3 separate regions of the Mus musculus genome follow, and regions 2 and 3 are each linked to region 1. A link is a contact called in public Hi-C and HiChIP or PLAC-seq data. All regions are on one chromosome and are shown on one strand. Each heading gives the region's core, a stretch centred on a gene start, on an enhancer-like site or on the middle of the called end of the contact. The rest is flanking DNA. Distances are from core to core; before and after follow the strand shown.

Region 1 (3,418 bases), core at 499-2,998:
CTCTTCCAGAGAAGACAAATTCAGTTCCTAGAACTCACAACAGATGGTTCACAATGGCCTATAACTCCAACTCCAGGAGACCCAACAACTGTCTCTAGATTCCTTGGGCACCCACATAGATGCGTGCATACACATAAATAAAAAAAAGTAACTTTTTAAAGTAAGAACAGTACAAATGGGCTGAATGTGTGAGCAGAAGTTGTAGCTCTCAGCATCCGTGGTTGGCGTCTGGTCCTGAGTCATTACATACTGACTGGAGGCACTGAGGAGAGCCCTCGCCTCACTCCACATACATTTCTGCTTTATTGGGTGAGCAGAACACACTGGCCGAGCAACCAATCACAGGGAACATGATGCCATACTTCCCTGTTACAAATAACATCCATTTCAGACGAAACGGTGTGGGAAAGACGAGATCAGCAGCGTGCCCTTTCTTCTTTTTCGCTTTGATCCATTTGCATCATTTCCTTGGAAATGTTGTCAGACTTGAGCTATTTAAATTTTTATTCATCTAAAAGCAAGTGCGGCGCTGTAACTACGATTATTGCTCATATTCGTGAACTTAAAAGATCGTCAACAACAATAACAATTTTTTTTTAAAAAAATCCTTTTTGATGATTTCCACCGGAAATCTTGAAACCCTGCTTCATGCCCTGACCTTCCTTCCTGCCTCAGTAAAGGTTCTCGTGAGACTCTTGGGAGAACAGACTCAACCCCACTCGGGAGGGAGCTGAGCTCTGGCTTCTGGAAAAAGGATGTTGTTTATATTTTAGTTCCTGTTTTCATCCTGGATGAAGTGCTGCTGCTGCTACCAGGTGCTTCTCCTTGTGTTATCAGCTTCTCCTCCAGACCTCAGCCTGCGGGAGGCAGCTTCCTGCAGCCTCCAGCGAAACTGGACGCTAAAAACAAGAGAGCGCCTGTCAAACGTGATCTTCGCAGCGTCACAGTTGCCAAGGTCAATCCTGTTGGTAAAACCATTTGAGTGATGGGGCCACGGACACAGAACAGTAGCAGAGCTACTGCGGAAGCGGGAATGGGAAAGAGAACGGAGCACAGGCATGGGCTAGGCACCAGCTATGGGAAGAGGGATTCCCAGTGATGGGTTGCAGAGACCAATTAAAATGACTTTTCTGAATGCAGTAAACAGAATACATTCCACATGGTGACTTCCAAATTGCTTTGTGCATATCTGATGGTCATGCTGTTCCCCGAAATAACATACTTAGCTACTCAGAGTAAATTGCTTTCGGTTCTTCTTCCAAAAGAAACTATCTTCACCTCTTCCAACAATTGCCAATGACTCAAAAAGACACAGGGGACCAATTTTGCTCCAAGATTCAATGGCAATTGGTTAGGTAATCAGAACATGGGGATGCTTAACTATGCACCTACGCCCCTGCTCAAAGCTTCTATGACACCCAGCCTAGAAAAAGATCCATCTCAGCTGGGTTCGCTCCCACACTGCGGGGAGATGAGCAAGTGGGCAAAGCTCACAGCGCTGGGAGTGGAGACAAACTGGAAGTCCCACTGAATTCCTGCTATAAGCTATACACTTTGATGCCTACTAACCAATAATAATAATAATAATAATAATAATAATAATAAAGAAGCTGCCTGCCTCATAGGCCGCATCCCTGAGGAAATGCATTTCCAAGGTTGTATCCTCTGAGTTATTAGTTATTGACGGTAAAGCAGACTTGACTTAGGAATTGGGAAAATATTGCCAGTTACACTTCCTCTAAGCCAGGCTTAGCTACTTCCCCCTCACTACTCATGAGTTCCTTCCTGCCCCAGGCGGTCAGCAGCAATGGCCTTGAAGTTCCCAAGGAGACTCAGACCCTCCCACCCCAGAAAGCTCACTGGACCCGCGAGCATATCTCAGTCATCATAGCATCGTGAAAAGTGTGAACATTATTTCCTCCCTTTTGGACAAACTAAAGGGGGAACACCAGGCAGACGGGTAATGAAGGGAAGCAATTTCCTAGAATTCTTTTTGAGAGTAGTTTTTATAGATTTCAGAAAATAGATTTTCAGAAAATAGATTTTTTCAGAAAACACAAATAATTGATTTTGAACAGAATTGGATTTCCTGGATTCATGTTAAAATCTTTCCAAAATCCCTAAGGGTGACAACTTTCCAGTCCTAGGGGGGGAAAAAGAAGAAGTTTCTAAATCAAATGGGAACTTGGACCCCTTCCTAATGAGCTGGAACAGAAGAGTTTCTAAAGAGGGAAATGCTTTGAATAAAGACCTTTCAGAATCTCAAACGTAATTGAGAAAAAAATAATTTATTAAAAGACAAGTCCTACTATTCCACATTTACAGATTTATTCTTTTTTTTTTTCTCTTTCTTCTTTTGGTTTTTCAAAACAGAGTTTCTCTGTGTAGCCCTGACTGTCCTGGAACTCACTCTGTAGACCAGGCTGGCCTCAAACTCAGAAATCCGCCTGCCTCTGCCTCCCGAGTGATGGGATTAAAGGAGTGTGCAACACTGCCCTGCACAGATTTATTCTTTTGACTCGGAACTGCATTCCAAAAATATTTGAGTGCCCAAAATCTATAGGCACAGTGTTAAACAGCAACTGTACATGCATGCATGCACTCAGACCCTACACATACAAATATGTACACGTATGCACATACACACATACCCTACACACCTATGCATGCACACGCACGCACACATAAGCACAAGCAGACAAAAGTTATCCTGAAGCTTTGAAACATCAAAACAACAATGTATAAGCCACAAAACAAAATTAAAAAGCCGTGACTTGGAAGAATGGGGTCAGGGGGGAGAGAGAGAGAGAGAAAGATCTAAAAACTGTAACTAATACTGGGAGATAGTCAAGGTCAAGTCAATAAAACCCTTCTCAGACAAGCATGGAGGTCTGAGTTTGATGCACTAGAACTCACACAAAATGTCAGGCTCAGCAGTAATCCCAGCTCTGGGGAAGTGGACTTAGGAGGGTCTTTGGGATTTTCTGGCCAGCCAGTCCAGCTAAGTCAGCAGCCCCAGGCTCAGTGAGAGACTCTGAAAATATTAAGTGGAGCATGACAATGAAGAGCAGCAGACTTTGACCTTTGGCCTCCAGGTGTAGAAACACACACACATACCTCCCCATCCATGAACATGTTCACATACTTACACAGACACACACACAACTGGAGCTGATACATGCAGGAAATAAGAGAGTCTTAAAATTCACTTTGGCACGCACCACAGTAATAATAGTTACAAAGGCGGATCCCACCTGGTGCTTAAGCTGCTGTGAAATTTTTTGCTGAGAAATGAAGGAATAATCACATGAACTCAGAGTGTTTTTTTCTGCATACCCTTATGAAGTACAGCAATTTTACAACATCCAATGCCACCCTAACCAAACAGATGACAACAAAAAAAACTGATAAACAAAGA
Region 2 (3,418 bases), core at 634-3,133, 600 kb before region 1:
TCCACTACTTCAGGGAATCTTAGATGTTCTTTAAAGGCTCATTTACTTTGATTTTTAAAAACATGTTTAAACTTTCATTTCTCTCTATGTGAATGAATGGTTTATGCACATATGTGTTTATACCATGTATGTGCTTGATACCTGCAGAGATCAAGAGAGAGCAATGGATAGCCTGGGAGTGGAATTACAGATTGCTATGAGCCATTCCATGGATGCAAACCTGGTTCCTCTGTAGGAGCCCCAAGTGCTTTCAACCTCTGTGCTATCTCTACAGCTCCATCAGCTTGAGTTTTGAGACAGGCTGTCTTGGCCTGACTGTTCTGGGATGAATGGCCAATGAGCTCTAAGGATCCACTTGTCTTCACCTTCTGAGTTCTGGAATTGTAAGTGCGGTTCAGCTTGTTCATGTATATTCTGGAAGAACAATCTCATCTAATCCGTTACGCTTACAAGACATGTATTTTACCATTTGAGCTATCTCCCTAGCCCTAGGTAGAGGCTTTACAATGCTAAATTCCCAGTAGATACTGAGGGCAAATCAAAGACTTATTTCTTGTTCTCTTTTCTTTCTGTTCTTTTCCCTCTTCCTTCCTTCCTTCTTCCCTTTCTTCCTTCCTTTCTGTATTTTTTGTCTTTTTTCTTAAGACAGTTTTTCTCTTTAGCCCTGATTGTCCCGGAATGCTTGATGTAGAGCAGGCTGGCCTAGAACTCAGAGATCTGCCTGCCTCTGCCTCCAAACTGCTAGGATTAAAGGTATGTGCCACCACCATCCAGACGCGACTTTTTTTTAACACAGATTTTTCATCACATTGTTCTCCTTTGTGTGTCCATTCAGAAGCCTGTGGAATAGTAAAGGTGGGTACCTTATTTCTAACAGTCCCATCTTTATCTCCACGGAGTCATGAAGAGTTGTCTGATCTATGCTGCATGAGGAAAAAAAAAAAGCACACACTGCCATAAATCTTCAGCGATTCCCACTTTAATTTGAAATGTATGATTAACACTCAAGCCCAGACACAAAGTCAATAGAAGCTATGCCAGGAAATACACATGACATCTTAATGTGAACAGCCAGTACCAAATACAACACCATGGCGCTTCCCCATCTTTATTTATTTTAATCTAGTAATCAGAGAAAAGCGAAGAAGAGTGATGACTTTTGGATTTGTCCGTAAATTCTGTACTAATGATGGTTTTCCTCATTACTCTGCATTCCATACAGGAGGATATGAGAAAAAAAAAAAAAGAGTAACCCAGGTAGACACCATGACCAGAAAAAGCCAACACAATCCCTTAGGGGTTAATTTGTTCATCTGTCTTTCCTCTAAGGCCAAGAATCTTTTTTGTAACTCCTCATAGATAAATATTCCCAGAGAGATCGTGGAGGAGAAAGGTAACGGCACAGTGGAGCAAACATTTTAACCACCTTGCCAATAGGAGTCCTGGAGAAGTCAAGAACGTTTAGGTCAGTGTATCTCTGTCGCTGCAGTGACCAACCCACTCCTGAGGGCACGGGAAAGCTTGTTGACGTTAGGAGAATGTGGAAATAAAGACACATAAGCAGGGCTTTGAGGTAACCTAGCTTTCTTTCTCATCTAGATGAAAGCTAACTGTTCCAAGTTATAAGTACACTGCTGACACTTAACTGACCATAAAGTTCAGTTGCCCTCATCTTGTTCTTACAGAAGCATTTCAAATGAGCTTTTAAAAATATCACTTCTTACTCTCTAGCCACCATTTCTACTTGCCTGGAGAGTAAAGTAAAGAAATTGAGCAAAAACAAAAGTATTTAAAGCAGAAATGGGAATATCAGCTGAGCTCCCACCAGGACCCTGCACTTCCTATTTCTATTTTTCTGCTTCCTTATCTGATGTGGGAGAAACTGTCCTTTATGAAGTTGCTTGTGACTTCTCCTTCCTGAAGCTGCTTAGAAGCCCTCTGTGTATCAGAGTTAAGTGTTGTTTCTCCAACTCCCTCACACTTTTCACCTTGCTCATATGATCATTGTCTGTGCATCACAGCTTCCTACTGACAATCTCTTGTGCATGCCATGGCAGAACAATGGAGATTTAACAGGCTCCCAGTTGTTGCCACCTTGGATTTAAATGCTGAATTCAAATTGTATACTAATAGGATGGATTTGATAAATTATATAACTTATCCCTTGGTTTGGAAGAGTACAGTATAACTATTATTCCAGAGTCATTGAGGGGAATGAAATGAAGTTATTTTAGGCATTGATTCCAGACTAATGAAAGCATGTGGCAATTTCCCATGACAGTACCTGGCTATGACTGTCTGAGACTTTCCCCTAAACAATAAAAATTACAATAATACTGATATTCTATTCAACCACTTAACTTCTCAGTAAGACAAGAAACAAAGTAATCAAATATAATGTTAAAAGGCTGACTGGATTTGACTTTCAAAACAGAAACAATATAGAATCATAGATGGCTTTCCGCTGCAGGATTACTGCAGATGTCAACTCTTATGTGTTTGACATGAAGGAATTATATCTTGAGTGAACATAAATAGAGATCCTGACTCCTGAATTTGTTACATCACCAAAAGGTCAACGAAGGGTTGCCACTAATAAAATGACCTGTAATAAAGATTGTACCCTCTGTAGCATCCTTCACTGCTTCTAAAACTTTTGTTCTATATTTTTCCCTAAATTTTATTTTGTGTGATATGCGTGCAGAGAGTTGGGATATACACACATAGCATAGCACAAGTGTAGATGTCAGAGGACAGCTTGCAGGAATCCGTTATTTCCTTCCACTACACAGTTTCCAGAATGGAACTCGGGTCCTAAGGCTCAGTAGCAAGTGCCTTTCTGTGCTGTGGCATCGTGCCGCCTCGTGTGCTACCTTGCGATCCCTCATCCTGCTGAGGTCATGCAGAAGGGAATGAAGTTCATTTTCATCTTAACTTAGAACAAACCATATCTCAGTGATACAATCAACATCTTTTTCTTTCAAGCAGATTTTTGTGATACAAGTTTTTTTTATAATTTTTTTAATTAGGTAGTTTCTTCATTTACATTTCAAATGCTATCCCAAAAGTCCCCCATACCCTCTCCCCCCACTCCCCTACCCACCCACTCCCACTTTTTGGCCCTGGCGTTCCCCTGTACTGGGGCATATAAAGTTTGCACGACCAATGGGCCTCTCTTTCCAGTGAGGGCCTACTCGGCCATCTTTTGATACATATGCAGCTAGAGTCAAGAGCTTCGGGGTACTGGTTAGTTCATAATGTTGTTCCACCTATAGGGTTGCAGATCCCTTTAGCTCCTTGGGTACTTTCTCTAGCTCCTCCACTGGGGGCCCTGTGATCCATCCAATAGCGACTGTGAGCATCCACTTCTGTGTTTACCAGGCCCTGGCGTAATCTCACTATAGACAGCGATATCAGG
Region 3 (3,418 bases), core at 420-2,919, 530 kb before region 1:
CTTGTAACAGGTATACTTATCTCTGTCTGCATCTCTTGCTCCTCCAGTCAATTTTATGTATTTGACACTTCATCTTTTTAAGAGGCAACATAGCTCTATCGCTCTCTCAGCCAATGAAACTTCAGTGACTGTTCACAGTCTTCTATCTCTATGGTTTCCTGACCCTAGCACTAAAACTCTTAAGACACCTTCTCAGCCTTATTTCCCACTGACATCTCCACACACCCATTTTATTGCTACACTGTTCTCAACAGACATGAGTCAGACCATCTGTTCATCAATATATGAACTGATAAAGTGAAGAAGATAAATCACAAGGAAGGAGAAAGTCATGTCATGTTCAGTCAAACTGAGATCACTGTGTTAAGTAAAATAAACCAACATCGAAAAGACGGGTCCCACTGGATTTGATCTCAATGTGGAATCTGAGAACATGGAAGGATGGGTCTGTAAACAGACTCAGAATAGAATAGAATACTGTTAGTAATAAGCAAAGGGAGGAAGGTGGGGGAGATAGGGAAATAAATAACAATAGCAAAAGAGTGATTGTAGTAAAAGTGCAGCCATATTTATATACGGAAATGTCATAACTCATCTTTGAGTTTGTACATTAAAAAAGGAGACAAGAAAATTTAACTATAATCCAGAGTGATTTTCTCAGTTTCAGGACTGTGGGAAGGATAGCCTGGATAATTCTTTGTCGGGGGCAGGGCTTTATCAATACCCCTAACTATTAACAAATGTTAAAATATCAGAAGATACTGTCACAGGTCTCAGAGAAGGAAATGTTGTCCTAGACAATAGAGATCTATTTTGTTATCCAGATATGGCTTAAATCTCTCCCCACCCCCATGTCCACACTCTTGTCTCTTTATTGCACTAGAATGCTGAGAACTCTGATACTGTCTGTGGAGTCCGGCCTTAAACACTTGATTCTCCTGACTCTTCCCCCCTAGTTTTGGAAGCTTGGGTGTACAGATGAGTACCATCACACCTGCCCTTCTTTTAATAATAATAAAAAATCCGGCTTATAAACATTATCTTTCACCTTTGTATCACAAAGGTGCTACATAAAGAATTTAAAACAATACTTAAACCACTTATCTTCACCTTTGTTCATTTAATTTGGTTTCTAAAAAAATAATTGAAAAAGAAAGTCAGATAGGCATGCCTATCATCTCAAGAAGTTGAGCAAAGGGTCTACTCCTTTTCAAACAAAAAAAAAAAAAAAACACGGAAAAAATTCCTGGCCTGTTTTAAAATGAATAAACAAATATGTCATGACTTAAGCAAACGATTGTGTATATGATTTAAATCTAATTCCCTCACTTTTTAATGTCTCTGACAAATACCCTCATTTTCTTTTGTAAGTATTTGATTGCCCTATAAATACTGAGAGCATTTTTATTTCAATTTATCTCACTGATAAAAGCAATACTGTCTGCTCTGCTCACTTAGGAAATGAGGAAGACGATAAACTCCACCCCTCTGAAGAGAGACAAAGACAATGCCAAGAGCTAGAGATAGCTGACCTTAGAATTCACTTGGACTTGCCCTGGCTTCTCAGAGTCATTGGAACATTAAACTGGTGATGGCTCTCCTGTGCCTGTCACAATTGGGGAAAGTACCCAGGGCCCCTGATTAGAATTTATTGCGACAGGCTCACTGCCTCACATGTGGGGTTATAAAAACAGGCCCATGTGTACATGCAGAGTCACGGGTGGCAGCCTGTGGTTGAAGGATTGCTGACTCTCTCAGGTTCCAGCCCATAAGGAGGCTGGAAGGGTCTGTTCAAGGGCAGGGTAACTTTGACCACGTGTGGTATGGACCAAGTGAAGATTAAGCTGTTGTGGGCTCTCACAAGCAGATGGAAAGTCAGCTGTGCCCAATATCAAATTAACAACCTGCCCTATTTCCTGAAACTCACCGCTTAATCCGCAGTTCCTGTCCTGATGTCGTAAAAATATTTGTAATCTGCTCTTAATGCTGTACTGTCTGCTGCATCTTAAGCAAGTATAATGGATTTCCATCAAGTTGAAAATAAAACTCCATTAAAATTCATTTCATTTATATTTTTCATTAGGCACTGCAATGTGTAGAAATCCCAAGAACAATATATCAAACTAGAATTTACAAATTGGTTGACTGATCAAGTGATTGAGACAGGTTCATACTACATACCCCTGCAGAACCTGGAACTCACTTTGTAGACTAAGCTGGCTCCAAGAAATAGAAGTGTGCCTGCCTTTGCCTGCTCATTGCCAAGATTTTAAAGGCCTGGTACCACCCACACCTGGCACAAACTGGACACATTGTGTAAACACTTCCAAACACTACTTAACTTGCAGCAATCCATTTAGGAAATATTTAGAATTGGTGTGCCTATACAGTACTATAACCTATGGATTTTATTAAAATGCTACTTATGAAATGTCATAGACAGCACATTCATTACAAACACCAAATAAATGATTAGAAAGGAAACCAGCTAAATCTAATGCAATCTTGGATGAAGTATAAAAAAAGAAAAGCTACATGTTTTCACTGTAGCAAGAGGCTAAGTTACAAATGGGAGGGGCAAATGCAACACCTGCTCAGACCCTGTATTGCTTCTTTTTCAGGCCACGTGAGCACAGACAAGCCATGATAAAGGAATAGAACTGAATGCCCCAAATCGTGATGTCTATATGGTTTTAGGGCTAACGTGGTCCTCTCCCTTACCAATGTCCTAAAAGATATTCTGAGAGTGATACTAGCAATTCTCAGGGAAGGCAGGTTGCCTGTCTGCCTGCCTGCCTGCCTGCCTGCCTGTCTGCCTGTCTGTCTCCTGTCTCCCTGTCTCTGTTTTCCTCTCTGTCTCTCCCTTTCTGCCTCTCTGTCTCTCTCTCCATCTCTGTCTCTTTCCCTCTCCTCCTTCCTCCCTCCCTCCCTCCATTTGTATCTGTCTTCCTGCCAGCCTGCCTTATGTACAGTGATAAATTTTAAAAAATAATAAAACAAGCCTTTTCATAACTGTCAGGAATACCATTTTCCTTACAAAAAAAAAAAAAAAAACCGAGTCCAACAAAAGAAATTAAAGGTTTCATTCTTAGTAGATTTTTCAGGAAGATGTCTGAAACATTAACATCTGATAAGAATTGGCCCTGCAAAATGCAGCAATGTTGAAAAGTAATGCGCTATATATAAAACAAGTGAGAGGGCAGAGTCTCCAGAGTCTGATGAGGAGAAATTCCTCATTGGCACAATGCAGGAGAAGACACATTTTTGTGTCTTCGTTAAAGTGTGCCTTGGTTAAAATGCTGCCAAACCTTGCCACACTTCAGGGACACTACTTCCATGCAAGTTCTAGGAAGGACCAACCTCTTGCTCCTGGGGAGTAGTTGTGGTTTTGGACAATAAGGTCAAGTTTGTTCAGCAA

The links. Hi-C and Micro-C count contacts between places; a contact is called where the count stands out from the background. HiChIP or PLAC-seq counts read pairs in DNA pulled down with a chosen protein or histone mark.
Region 2: a Hi-C map of bone marrow-derived macrophages shows a contact between it and region 1, with 14 read pairs. The contact joins two enhancer-like sites.
Region 3: an H3K27ac HiChIP or PLAC-seq map of microglia shows a contact between it and region 1, with 5 times the contacts expected there. The contact joins two enhancer-like sites. A contact is called at or near these places in 3 of 484 Hi-C or Micro-C datasets (the G1E-ER4 cell line, bone marrow-derived macrophages and nephron progenitors) and 1 of 115 datasets of contacts at active chromatin or transcription factors (microglia).

What each region holds. Positions count from the first base shown.
Region 1 is chr11:110,560,896-110,564,313 of GRCm38.p6, reverse strand. No RefSeq gene overlaps it. Among named protein-coding and RNA genes, the nearest start is that of Gm46300, 11 kb to the right of the region's middle. Within about 2 kb of position 1,748, at least 13 of the 459 cell types and tissues checked have an H3K27ac peak or open chromatin away from gene starts, as enhancers often do. A contact at or near this core is called in bone marrow-derived macrophages and microglia, where this site is marked.
Region 2 is chr11:111,163,561-111,166,978 of GRCm38.p6, reverse strand. No RefSeq gene overlaps it. Among named protein-coding and RNA genes, the nearest start is that of Kcnj2, 99 kb to the right of the region's middle. Within about 2 kb of position 1,883, at least 7 of the 459 cell types and tissues checked have an H3K27ac peak or open chromatin away from gene starts, as enhancers often do. A contact at or near this core is called in bone marrow-derived macrophages, where this site is marked.
Region 3 is chr11:111,087,287-111,090,704 of GRCm38.p6, reverse strand. No RefSeq gene overlaps it. Among named protein-coding and RNA genes, the nearest start is that of Kcnj2, 23 kb to the right of the region's middle. Within about 2 kb of position 1,669, at least 37 of the 459 cell types and tissues checked have an H3K27ac peak or open chromatin away from gene starts, as enhancers often do. A contact at or near this core is called in bone marrow-derived macrophages and microglia, where this site is marked.